Regions from separate parts of the Rattus norvegicus genome. Here regions 2 and 3 are each linked to region 1. A link is a contact called in public Hi-C data. All regions are on one chromosome and are shown on one strand. Each heading gives the region's core, a stretch centred on a gene start, on an enhancer-like site or on the middle of the called end of the contact. The rest is flanking DNA. Distances are from core to core; before and after follow the strand shown. Region 1 holds the start of Skic2 (SKI2 subunit of superkiller complex). Region 2 holds the start of Ddx39b (DExD-box helicase 39B). Region 3 holds the start of Bag6 (BAG cochaperone 6).

Evidence for each region. Hi-C and Micro-C count contacts between places; a contact is called where the count stands out from the background.
Region 2: a Hi-C map of frontal cortex shows a contact between it and region 1, with 4 times the contacts expected there. The contact joins the promoter of Ddx39b here to the promoter of Skic2 in region 1. A contact is called at or near these places in 2 of 12 Hi-C or Micro-C datasets (frontal cortex and hepatocytes) and 1 of 1 datasets of contacts at active chromatin or transcription factors (oligodendrocytes).
Region 3: a contact with region 1 is called in a Hi-C map of liver, with 2.9 times the contacts expected there. The contact joins the promoter of Bag6 here to the promoter of Skic2 in region 1. A contact is called at or near these places in 2 of 12 Hi-C or Micro-C datasets (frontal cortex and liver) and 1 of 1 datasets of contacts at active chromatin or transcription factors (oligodendrocytes).

The regions. Positions count from the first base shown.
Region 1 is chr20:3,985,713-3,989,139 of GRCr8, reverse strand. It overlaps Skic2 (SKI2 subunit of superkiller complex), which reads right to left and starts at 1,914. Exons shown (of 28, transcript NM_213559.2): 1 at 1,863-1,914; 2 at 1,677-1,780; 3 at 374-483; 4 at 156-273; 5 at 1-67. The coding sequence starts at 1,884. Nelfe (negative elongation factor complex member E) reads left to right here and starts at 2,124. Exons shown (of 11, transcript NM_001165901.1): 1 at 2,124-2,192; 2 at 2,641-2,723. The coding sequence starts at 2,649.
Region 2 is chr20:3,588,070-3,591,496 of GRCr8, reverse strand. It overlaps Ddx39b (DExD-box helicase 39B), which reads left to right and starts at 1,846. Exons shown (of 11, transcript NM_133300.3): 1 at 1,846-1,912; 2 at 3,230-3,427. The coding sequence starts at 3,357. LOC120099056 (small nucleolar RNA SNORD83) reads left to right here and starts at 2,770; the gene lies at 2,770-2,848.
Region 3 is chr20:3,691,413-3,694,839 of GRCr8, reverse strand. Bag6 (BAG cochaperone 6) reads left to right here and starts at 1,511. Exons shown (of 26, transcript NM_001414741.1): 1 at 1,511-1,759; 2 at 2,412-2,532. The coding sequence starts at 2,425.

The DNA of each region.
Region 1 (3,427 bases), core at 665-3,164:
CTGGCCCTGGAGGCCGGCGAAGGGACAAGGAGGTGGTGGCCGACAGGTTCGTGTTCTCCAGCAGGACCTGAGACAAGCGGTTGGACAACCAGTGAGACCAAGACCTGACCCTTTTTCCCAATTCCATTTCTTGTGGTCTCTGACCTCTCTCTCACCTCCTTATAGCCCAGTATATGGCCTGTGGTTGGGTGTCTCTGGGCCTGAAGGTCGGATGGGACTGGAGTCCCCAGAGCAGCCAGAAGCGACCAGGGATCTGTCTTCCTCTGCCATTTTCTGCAGAGAAGGAAAGGAATTTTGGAGTCGCCTTTCTCCCTATCCCCTGCTTCCTTCCATTCGTCGATCTCCCCGGTCTGGGCCACCGCAGGCTTCTCACCGAGCTGAGTGCTCCACACCGTGTAGAGGAAGCCAGGCCGGAGACGACAGAAACAACTGCTCTGCTTCCTGGCACAGATCTGGGGCACAGGGAGGGAGGCCATGGGGAAGCTGGGACAAGGGAGAGTTGAGAAGTGTTAGGTTAGGAAAGGATAAAGGGTAGACAAAAGAGGTGATGGAATTTGTATTTAGATCCAACGGTAGATGTCCCTAGCTGAAGCACCTGGCTTACCAACTAATGTAAATTGTGAATTTCAGACACACACAGGCCAGACACAGCGATATGCATTCTCATTTTGAGTGAGGCAGGATCTCATGAAACCCGGGAACTCATGAAACCCTCTCAAGAGAGGGGGTGATAAGCATGTGCTACCATACTCGACTGTCGTGCAGGCTGGGGATCAAACCCAGGGCTTTGTGTATGCTGAGTGAGGGCTATATGCTCAGCTGAGGACTCGTGCTTTAGAAACCTTATTATGTGTATGTGTTGCTATGCGTAGATATGTGTGTAATGTGTGGATATGGGTACACACACGCACACGGGGCAGTCAGAAGACAACATTGCGAAGTTGGGGAGTTGGTCCCGTTTCGTCAAGATTGCATGGGTAAGCGTTTTAATCTGCTAAGCCAGTGGGTCTCACCCTTCGTAATGCTGCTACCTTTTAATGCACCAGTTCTTCCTGTTGTGGTGACTCCAAACCATAAAATAATTTCGTTGCTACTTATTAACTGTAATTTTGCTACTTTTGTGAACCGTAATGTACCTGATGTACCGGATTATCTGATGTGACCCCTGGGAAAGGGTCATCCCACCCCCAAATGGGTTGAGAATCTCTGGGCTAAGTCACCCAGCCGGTCTTAAATTCTCTGCTTCTTCTCTTTCTGTTTTTGGAGATGAGGTCCCACTACGTAGCCCTGGCTGGCCTGGAACTTGGTATGTAGATCAAACTGGCCTCCAGTTCAAGAGATGTGCCTGCCTCTGCTCCCATGTGCTGGGATTAAAGGTGTTAGCCACATCCTTCAGATTCAGGAGCTTAAAAGCCGAGGTGTGTAGACAGAAGCGACCTCCAAGGAGGAAAGATACACGTGAAGGGGGCAGCCCTGAGAGCTGGTGTCTCCAGCACTCCCTGGAGCACGCCCTACAGGAGCTCCAGTAGGGTGTGATCTGTCCGGCATGAGCCAGAGGCGTGGGAGGGGGCAGAGAGGAGATGACAGTGTCCAAGTGTCAAGCTACATCCTCCTGTGAGCAGGGTGGAGTTTCTTCTAGGCCCGCAGGTCAAAGGTGAGAGTCAAAAGTCACTCACAGTACTCTCTGGAGGCCCTGGCACGTTTAGCAGCTCCCAACGGCCAGTGCACCCCACTTCCAGAGCTCGAAGGGGCAGGTTCAGGGGGTCTGGGGGAGGCAGCACTACGAAGGAAAGGTCACAGGTTAAAAGCCAAAAGTCACTCCTGTCAACTATTCCGTTCTGCTCTCCTCCCCTCCCCCTCACCGAGTCGCTCGGTCTCCATCATCCTGGAGCCGCGGCAGCTGCTGGGGAGCCCGGAAACTCAAGAGTAACCGCGGAGTCGGCCCCGCCCCGAGAAGGGCGGAAGTTGAAATGACTTCCGACACGCCCCCTCCTCCACCACTCCCCGCCGGGAGCGTGGGCGAGCGCGGCGCCGAAGCCGGACTCGGAGCCGGGCAAGGCCGGGCGGAAGTCGCTGCGCCTCGCCGCCTTGGTTACCGCGTGTCCCGCCCCCTTACGTCATCGCCGCGAGCCCGCGCGCAGCAGCCCGCGCGGCGGCGCCGGAGACCGCGGGCCCGGGCGCCGCCCCCTCAGGTGAGGGCTTCGTCTCACATCCTTCGCGCCTTCCCCGCGCGGCCCCTGGTTCTTCTTCCTCCTCCTCTGGTTGCCCAGATAGCGCTGCGCGGGCCCGGCCGCCTTCTCTGCCCACCGGACCCCGAGGTTGGCTGACCTAACCCCATTGGGCATGGGGGTCGGGAGCCATCGCCTTGGCGTCGCAGGGAGTGCTTTTCCTTCTCCGGGCTGAGGTACCCCGAGGCTCTAGTGTCTGGACCTTGGACATAGGCGGGAATGCCGGTTGATTACAATGAACAGGAGGCTGGACAAGCAGCCTCGGAGAAACAAGGGGTTAGGAAAAGGCCAGAGGCTGGAGGAGGCGGGCCTGGAGGTTGGGGTGCATTCATGATGGACGCAAGTTGGACGACGTGTGAATTTTGAATGGTGACAGTAGAGAATGATGTCTTGGGTTCTGCCCTTGAACCAGGAGCCAACATGTTGGTGATACCTCCGGGGCTGAGTGAAGAGGAAGAGGCACTACAGAAGAAATTCAACAAACTCAAGAAAAAGGTAAGGGAGTAGAGCATGGTGGCCCAGCTTCTCCAGACCCTGAGGACACCTGGGGTGAGTGTGAGGCATGGGGGTTCTGCCTCTTACCCAAAGCGGACCTCTCAGTGGAGTGCAGTCTTGGTTTGAACCCTCCCTCTTTTCTGGTCATCCCCTGTGGAATTATCCTTCCTGTGGCTTTAGAACCACCCAAGCGCTGGAGAGTGTTACATTTGGATTACCGGTTCCATCCAGAGCCTTGTGAACCACCATCGGATGCCGTTATGCCATCTTCCTGTGCTTTTAGATAGGACCAACCACACTTAATAGGCCTTAAAATTTCACCTCTGATACCCCACCCCACCCAACCCCTGCCTCAGGCAGGGTCTCACACTTAGCCCAGGCTGGATTGAAAATATGTGGCCTTGGGTAGCCTGGACTAGTTCTGCCTCCACACTGGCTTCTGTACTATTTACACAGCAAAACATCTGTCAAGTCTGTCAATGGTTTCTTCCTTCCTCTCTCTTCCACTGTGTCCCCCACCCCCACACCCCAGCGGGATCTCAGTATGTTACCAGGTTGGGTGTTTTTTCCCACTCCTGAGCTCTTGTGATCTTCCTCCGTCAGCTTCTCTCAGGAAATGGAACTATAGGTGTCCTCAGCCTCACTAGTGAAACCTCCCAGTGATTTCTCATACCAACGCCTCCAAACAGGGTTTTGCTTTGCTG
Region 2 (3,427 bases), core at 597-3,096, 400 kb after region 1:
TTGTTCTGAATTTCATGAGCCTTCTCCACTCTCATCAGGAGGGAATGTTTTAATTCAGAGGAAAGAGCTATAGAAAAGCAAGCAGATTTTTAAAGAGGAGGGGCACACTTGATGGGAAATTGGGGCGCTTACACCCTGGTGTTACCCTGATAGCTGTATGGCTTTAGCCATCTTGTTTTACTTCCCTGTTTCTTATGTTTATAGGAATACTAGAGCGGGGCATGGTGCCTAATCCCAGCATTTGAAGGTGGAGGCAGGAGAATTGAGAGTTTGAGGCTAGTCTAGGCTATATAACAGACTCAAACTCACTAACAGAGAAAGGAAGAAAAAAAATGGTAAAACAGTTGAGAGGGACTCACCTTGCTCTGGGCCAGTGGTCCAGGTTTTAAGCATTGTTAAAACCACAGTTAGTTGTTAGACAATCCCTTCCTCCCTTGGCTACCTTAACCAGGACTGTCATTCAAACAGCCAGACAGACCGGCCATTTTGAATCCTCTATAAAGGCTTTGAGAAAAACCACACAGTGATGGCAGCTAATTGCTCCAACTCCTGATGGTGCAGCTCAGCCAGGACTGTTTGTGTCCCCCCTGTCCTCCCCAGTGGCATGGTGGAATTTCCCACAGTCCTTCCCATAGTCCCCTAGCAGGAGGATGTGTTATGACTGGTGCCAAAGGGATATATTATGATTGGTGCAAACGTAAGTCTTCATTTGCATGAGTTCCCTGTTTGCCCAGATTGGTGCAAACGCCCTTTGCTGGCTGTAAAGCCTGGCTCACTTGGGACAAACCTTACTATGCCTCCGTCCTTGGTGCTGCCACATTAGGTCCAGTAACTGGAAGAAAGCGGCTGAGAGCTTTCCAACTAGGTCACTAGAAGAGTTCCTGGAAACTCTTCAAAGCCAAAGGTGCCTCTCTGTCTGGAGCTACAGCTCTTACTAAGTTACCAGGGACGGAGGAATCCCCACTTTCTGATTTATACAAAACCTGCCAGCCTGCTGCTTACAGCTGTCAAATGGCTGAGGAATCAAAAGCTACCAAGCCCCAGCCCAGGGAGCTTATCCGTTGAGCAGGACACAGCGGGCTGGTTGGCAACAATGATACTTACTTAGTGTTACTTAGTATTACTTTCAAGTATGCTCAATAGGGAAAGCACCTGCTTATGTTTCTGCAGAAAGGCAACAGGTCATCACTTCTGACGTGTGTAGCACCTCAAAGGGAATACCACCTACTTAGGGGGGACAAATTCCGGGCTGAATAATGGAACTGAGACCATTCTGCTGCTCTAGTTAGTAATAATTATGGAAAGGTGCATAACCCTCAAACTCCACCATTTATTTAGCACCTGGACAGAATGTAAGCCTCCATCTCCCAATATAATTTTGGGTAAATCCGGCCTATTCTCTGCACAACTGTAATGGGCGTGGTCACGTACCGGACCCCCCCCCCCCCAGTAGAGGCCAGACTTAGCCGCTCTCAGGTCACCTTGACTACGAGGCTAAGGACCCCGTGAGAACGCTTCTCACTCTGCTCGCGGAGTCCTGCATGCCCACAGAGAGGCGCCCAGGGAGAAGCCTGGCGTGGCAAACAAAACAGAACAAAAGTAAAGCCGACCGTCGGAGGGTGTGCAGAAGCGTAGAAGAACAAAATGGGGAAATCAGATGGGGAGAGATGTGAGCTTCCTGTCGCGCTCTTGCTGCCGGCGACGGAAGGGGGCGTCAGAAGCTTAACTTCAAGTGGGCATTCTGCAAAGCCAGCCGTGGAGCGCGCGCCGCCCGAGGCCTCCTTCCGGCACCCCGCGCATGCGCCCTGGCGGCCGGGAAGGCGGGAGGCCGGGGCGAGACTGGAACCGGAAGTGAAGGCAGCTTCCCGCCTCCGTCCCTGTTGCTGCCGCCATACACGCTCGCAGTGCTTAGGTAAGCTCGGCCTTGTGTACTATCCGCCGCCATCTGCCCGCCCCGCGGCTCATTCCGCCGCGCGGGCCCCTGATACCCGGTGCCCGGCCGGCGGTGTGGCCGCCGGCGCGTAGGCGAACGCTCAGTTCCATTGTTTTCATCCCTTTCTGAGAGCAAATCTTGGTGGGGGAGCTGGGAGACAGGCGGGGGACGATCCAAAATGGTGGCCTCGGCCGCCATTGTGTTCCTCGTTTCCTGGATGTTCCAGTGGGTCCTTTGCCCACCCGAGGCCGCGGCGGCCGGAGGCGGCGCCAGGAGGAGGGCGGGGCCCCTCGCATCTCCCCTCCGGGCCTTTTCTTAGTCCGCCAGGGATGGGAAGGATCTTGCCTCCGGGCCCATTCAACCCTCTGACCCCCTGCTTACGCTCCCTTATTTGGAGCTCTCTGTAAATGGCTATCTCCGTGCTTGACCAATGGTGTCGGCGCAGTAGTCGGGAAGGTTTCCAGGAAGCTTTCCGGGAAACTTCCGAGGGCACTGCGAGGCGTTCGCTTTTAAGACCACTCTAAAGGCTGCATCGTCCTCAGCTGCGACCTTAATTCCTTAATGTGACTATTAAAATTAATTGTGGCGGCGCTGGGCCGATCCTTGCGGCCTCTCGCGTTGCTAAGCGAGCACCTTCATTGAACCAGACACCCAGCCTTTTCAAAAAAGAATTTTCTTTTTTTAATGGAGCCATTCGTACCCTTGCAGCCACCGTTTAATTACCATAGGCTCTCCCCACCCCCTTCCTTCCTGCTTCTGCTTCCCGGCACTGGGAATCACGGGTGTGCGCCGCCGGGATGGGCCCTCGGGTGTTCCTGAGCAAGTGAATAGCGGCAGCCACATGATGTTTGCAATTGGGAAGTGAGCGCTCTGCGCGCGGTGCTGACCCTTATCTATCACCCTTGACTGATGGCTGACGTTGGGGCTCAACACCGCGAGGTGACAGGGGGAAGTGCAGCCCCTCGTCTTCTCTTGTCCTTTGTCTCTCCACCCTCGTGTGAGTCGTTAGTCACGCTCATCCTCGCTCCCGCCTTGTCGAAGTGTGATCCAAAATCTGGTTGGCGGTCGAGGCCACTCTCTGTCTCTCCCGTCTGGTGTTCCGTTTTTATGTCTCGTGTGTGTGTCTCTGTGTGTGTGTGTCTGTCTGTCTCCGTTAACTTTTCTTTCGGGACAAAGGCTTCAGTTTAGAGAAAATAGGAAGGGTGTAGGGATGGATGAGAAGTGAGGAGTCAGATCATGACTGATTAGTTTTTCCTTTTTCTTTTTTTTTTTTTTTTTTGTCGTCCCTTCTCCCAGCTCTTCTGTCGGAAACTGGTGTCTTTTCCCTTGCTGTTCTCCAACCCCTCTCTTTCCCCTTGCTTCCTCTCACCTGCTCTGGGACACCTAACTCAGAGACCTCCCTTCTCCCCCCGCCGGCCGGATTATGGCAGAGAACGATGTGGACAATGAGCTCTTGGACTATGAAGACGATGAGGTGGAGACGGCCGCTGGGGC
Region 3 (3,427 bases), core at 262-2,761, 290 kb after region 1:
GTGGGAACTTATGCATACCAAGCAAACTCAGTGGTAACAACAATCTAGTCTCTTGGGACAATTGTATTAATTTCTATTTTTTACCCCCATCTCTGGGATGGGCAACCCATTAGTCTCAGGGGATTAAATGAGATCATGTTACATCAAGTCTGAAGCAAATATCCGTCTGTGCAACTTCTGGTAGTGATTTTTAAAGATTTATTAATTTATTTTATGTGTATGAGTACACTGTAGCTATCTTCAGACACACCAGAAGAGGGCATCAGATCCTATTACAGATGGTTGTGAGCCACCATATGGTTGCTGGGATTTGAACTCAGGACCTCTGGGAGAGCACTCAGTGCTCTTAACCGCTGAGCCATCTCTCCAGCCCCTGAAATCTTTATAATAAAATACTAAATGTGTGTCTAGGGAAGTGTTCCAGCAGTGATGGTGCTTGGCGGATGGCAAGCCAAGCTAGAGGACCTGACTTTGATCCCCAGGTCCCCGCAGTGAAAGAGCACATTTTCCCTCAGATCTCCACACCTGCGCTGTGCTGTGACAGACGAAGGCCATACAGCCACCCCCCAGAAAAGCATTTTAAAAAATATTTAAGTTCTTTTATCCCAGCAGGTGGATCTCTGTGAGTTACAGGACATCCAGATCTACATAGTGAAATCCTGTCTCGGAGGAAAAAAAAACCTCAAAACGTAAATACAGTCTAGTAGAGTGACACACGACCCTGCCCTGGGTGGTGGTGTGGGGTACATTGTCTTTATGGGTTCCGGGCAATTCAGAGTTAACACTGAAACAGCATATAAAAGTCTCAATATACAATGCTTACTGGAACTCTCATCAGTATTGGCATCTAAGAATAAGTGGGGAAGAATGTAGAGAAACAACCGTCCCACCCTGTTCAACTAACTCCCTCGGTGGCTGGCCTTCCAATCTCCTTTCTCAAAAGTCTTGTCCTTGTCTTTCAATCCGATCCCTAAGGCACCCGTTTTTTTTTCTTTCGTTTCTTTAAAAAAGCTCCTAAAAAGCAGTATGCTTAGTTATCCTTAAATATGGCACTCCCATAGTGCTCTCAATCAAAGACCAATAGGACGGCCAAAGTCTGCAAAACGTCCAACTACCCTAATCCCGCCAGGAACTAAACTTGAGCACAAGCAAATACAGCCCGCGGAACGCCCAAGCCGTCCACGGAAAAGAGTGGCTTCCGGAAGAGCAGGAATGACGGGAGGACCAGAGGTCTTGCAGAGGTTTGGGTAGTTAGAATTGTGCCTGTAAATTTCTATGTCCGTCAAGATAGGAACGTTGATTAACGAGGTGCAATACGCAGAAATCCCAGACTCTTTTCCCCAGGAAGGTGCAGCATTCCACCCAGTAATTTTTCTTCAGGCGTTTACAGTAGACACCCCGGTCGGGTAGCACAACGGCGCGAGCAGGGAAGAAACGCACACAGCCGGAGGGGGGGGGCGGGGAAATACTTAAAGTGTGCGCACGCGTACGCGGTTCACGCAGGCGCAGTGCGGTCCCCCGGGCGACGGCGGCGGCGGCGGCTCCTCCGGGTGGTCGGCTCCCTCCCATCTAGGCCGGCCCCGGCCCGTCTCGCCCCCCAGAAACTCACTGCTCGGGGCTGTGGACTTTCTCATCGTGCCCCACGAAAGTAAATCGGGGGAGACTGGGGGAGCCGGAAGTACCGCCTCGAGATCCCCAAATACTATCGGGGAAACGGAAGTGGCCCTTGGTGCCAGGTTGGGGGAGACCGGAAGTGACGGTACCGTGGGGAAGTCGGGGGCGGAGCCACAGGGTGGTGGGCTGTGTATGTGTTTGTATGTGTTTGGCCGCGTGTTGGTTAAGTCGTGTTGCTGGAATACCGACGAAAGACGGAGGCGGAAGGAGGGGGCGGTCAGCGAGCCCATCCAGCCTCCCGTGAGTGTCGGTGGTCTTGGGTCTGTGGTGATTTAGGCGGGTTCGATTGTGGTGGCGCGCGTGCGCGAAGCTACTTTCTCTGCCGAGTCTAGCGCGACCCTCCCCCCCCCCCTCGCGTTGTCCTAGGATTTCCCGATCTCTCGGGCGCTTGCTCGGTCGCGACCGGTGATGACACTGGTCTCTGATCGGTCTCGTGCTTGCTTCCCCGATTCCTAGCCCAACTGGCTCTCCCTATTGTGATTGGCATTGTAGAGCCCCTCCCACCTCTCGTCCTTCATCTCCCTATGCCGTCGATCTCATACCCTTTGTGTTTCTATTCCTGTGCCCCCGAATCAAAAAGGGGGGATGAGGAGGAGGAGGATGAATATATGTGCTTGTGTATGTGAAACTTTCAAGGGATTGGGGCGGAGATTGGGTCCAGAGAGGCTTCCGGGTGTATAAAATACAGCGCGACCGACAGCGAACCATCCCCCCCCCCCTTCCTCGTTCTTCCTTAGAGAGCTGTCGGCCATGGAGCCGAGTGATAGTACCAGTACCGCTATGGAGGAGCCTGACAGCCTGGAGGTACTGGTGAAGACCCTGGACTCTCAGACTCGGACTTTTATTGTGGGGGCCCAGGTGAGACACCAGTACTTTGTAGAGATGACACCCCTTTTGCTCGTTTGTTTTGTGAAGGATGAGCCTGATTTTCTTGTCATTGACCCTTTTGTCCCTTACTCTGTAGGACATCTGACGTTCCTATTGAGCTGGGAGGTGTGGTTACCGTTGAGTGAGGCAGATTTTGTTTAGCCTGTCCTCACCTTGACAGAACTCAGAAGTGGGAGGTACAGAGGAGAACTCTATACCTATTCTGTGCAGACCTCCAGCCCAAAGGGACAGGCATGGCTCTGGCCTTTGGGACCAGACACAACACAGGGGGACCTCAGACCAGTATGGTGTGTCTGTTCTTTTTTATAGGTTACAGAAACCTGCTTCCATACACGGTGAAGTAGAATCGCCAATAGTTGAGGCATAATTTGAGTCTTGAGCTAAGTTCAGTGTGGCCACGTTTATCTTTTGTTTTTCCTGCATAATTCTTTGAGACACCATCATGCGCAGGTCATTTTCGTGGTTTTCTAAAGCAGATATTTAAAAAGCCACGTAGATTTTGTGAGTAGATATGTGTGATAGTTAATTCTGCCTGTTACCAAGGGTTGATGTGTCTTTCTGGGAGGTGGGGACACATAGCGGGGCTGCCTTTGCCTCTGACCATTTCGCCTTTACTGTCTATGTGCTTGGATTATACACACTGTGATAGAGGATTATGGGATTGTAGATTACCACATCTGCCTTGGCTTCGTCTTTTTTTTTTTTTTTTTTTTTTTTTTTTTTTGTAAAGTAGGGTCTTACATAGTTAAATGTCTTAGAACATTTATTTGTGTGTGGGTGTGTGGGTGTGTGGTTCTACTGGGCCTTGAACCTTGGGCTTAGCATAGAGTACTTACTACTGAATTGTATAGAACCATGTGTTCTT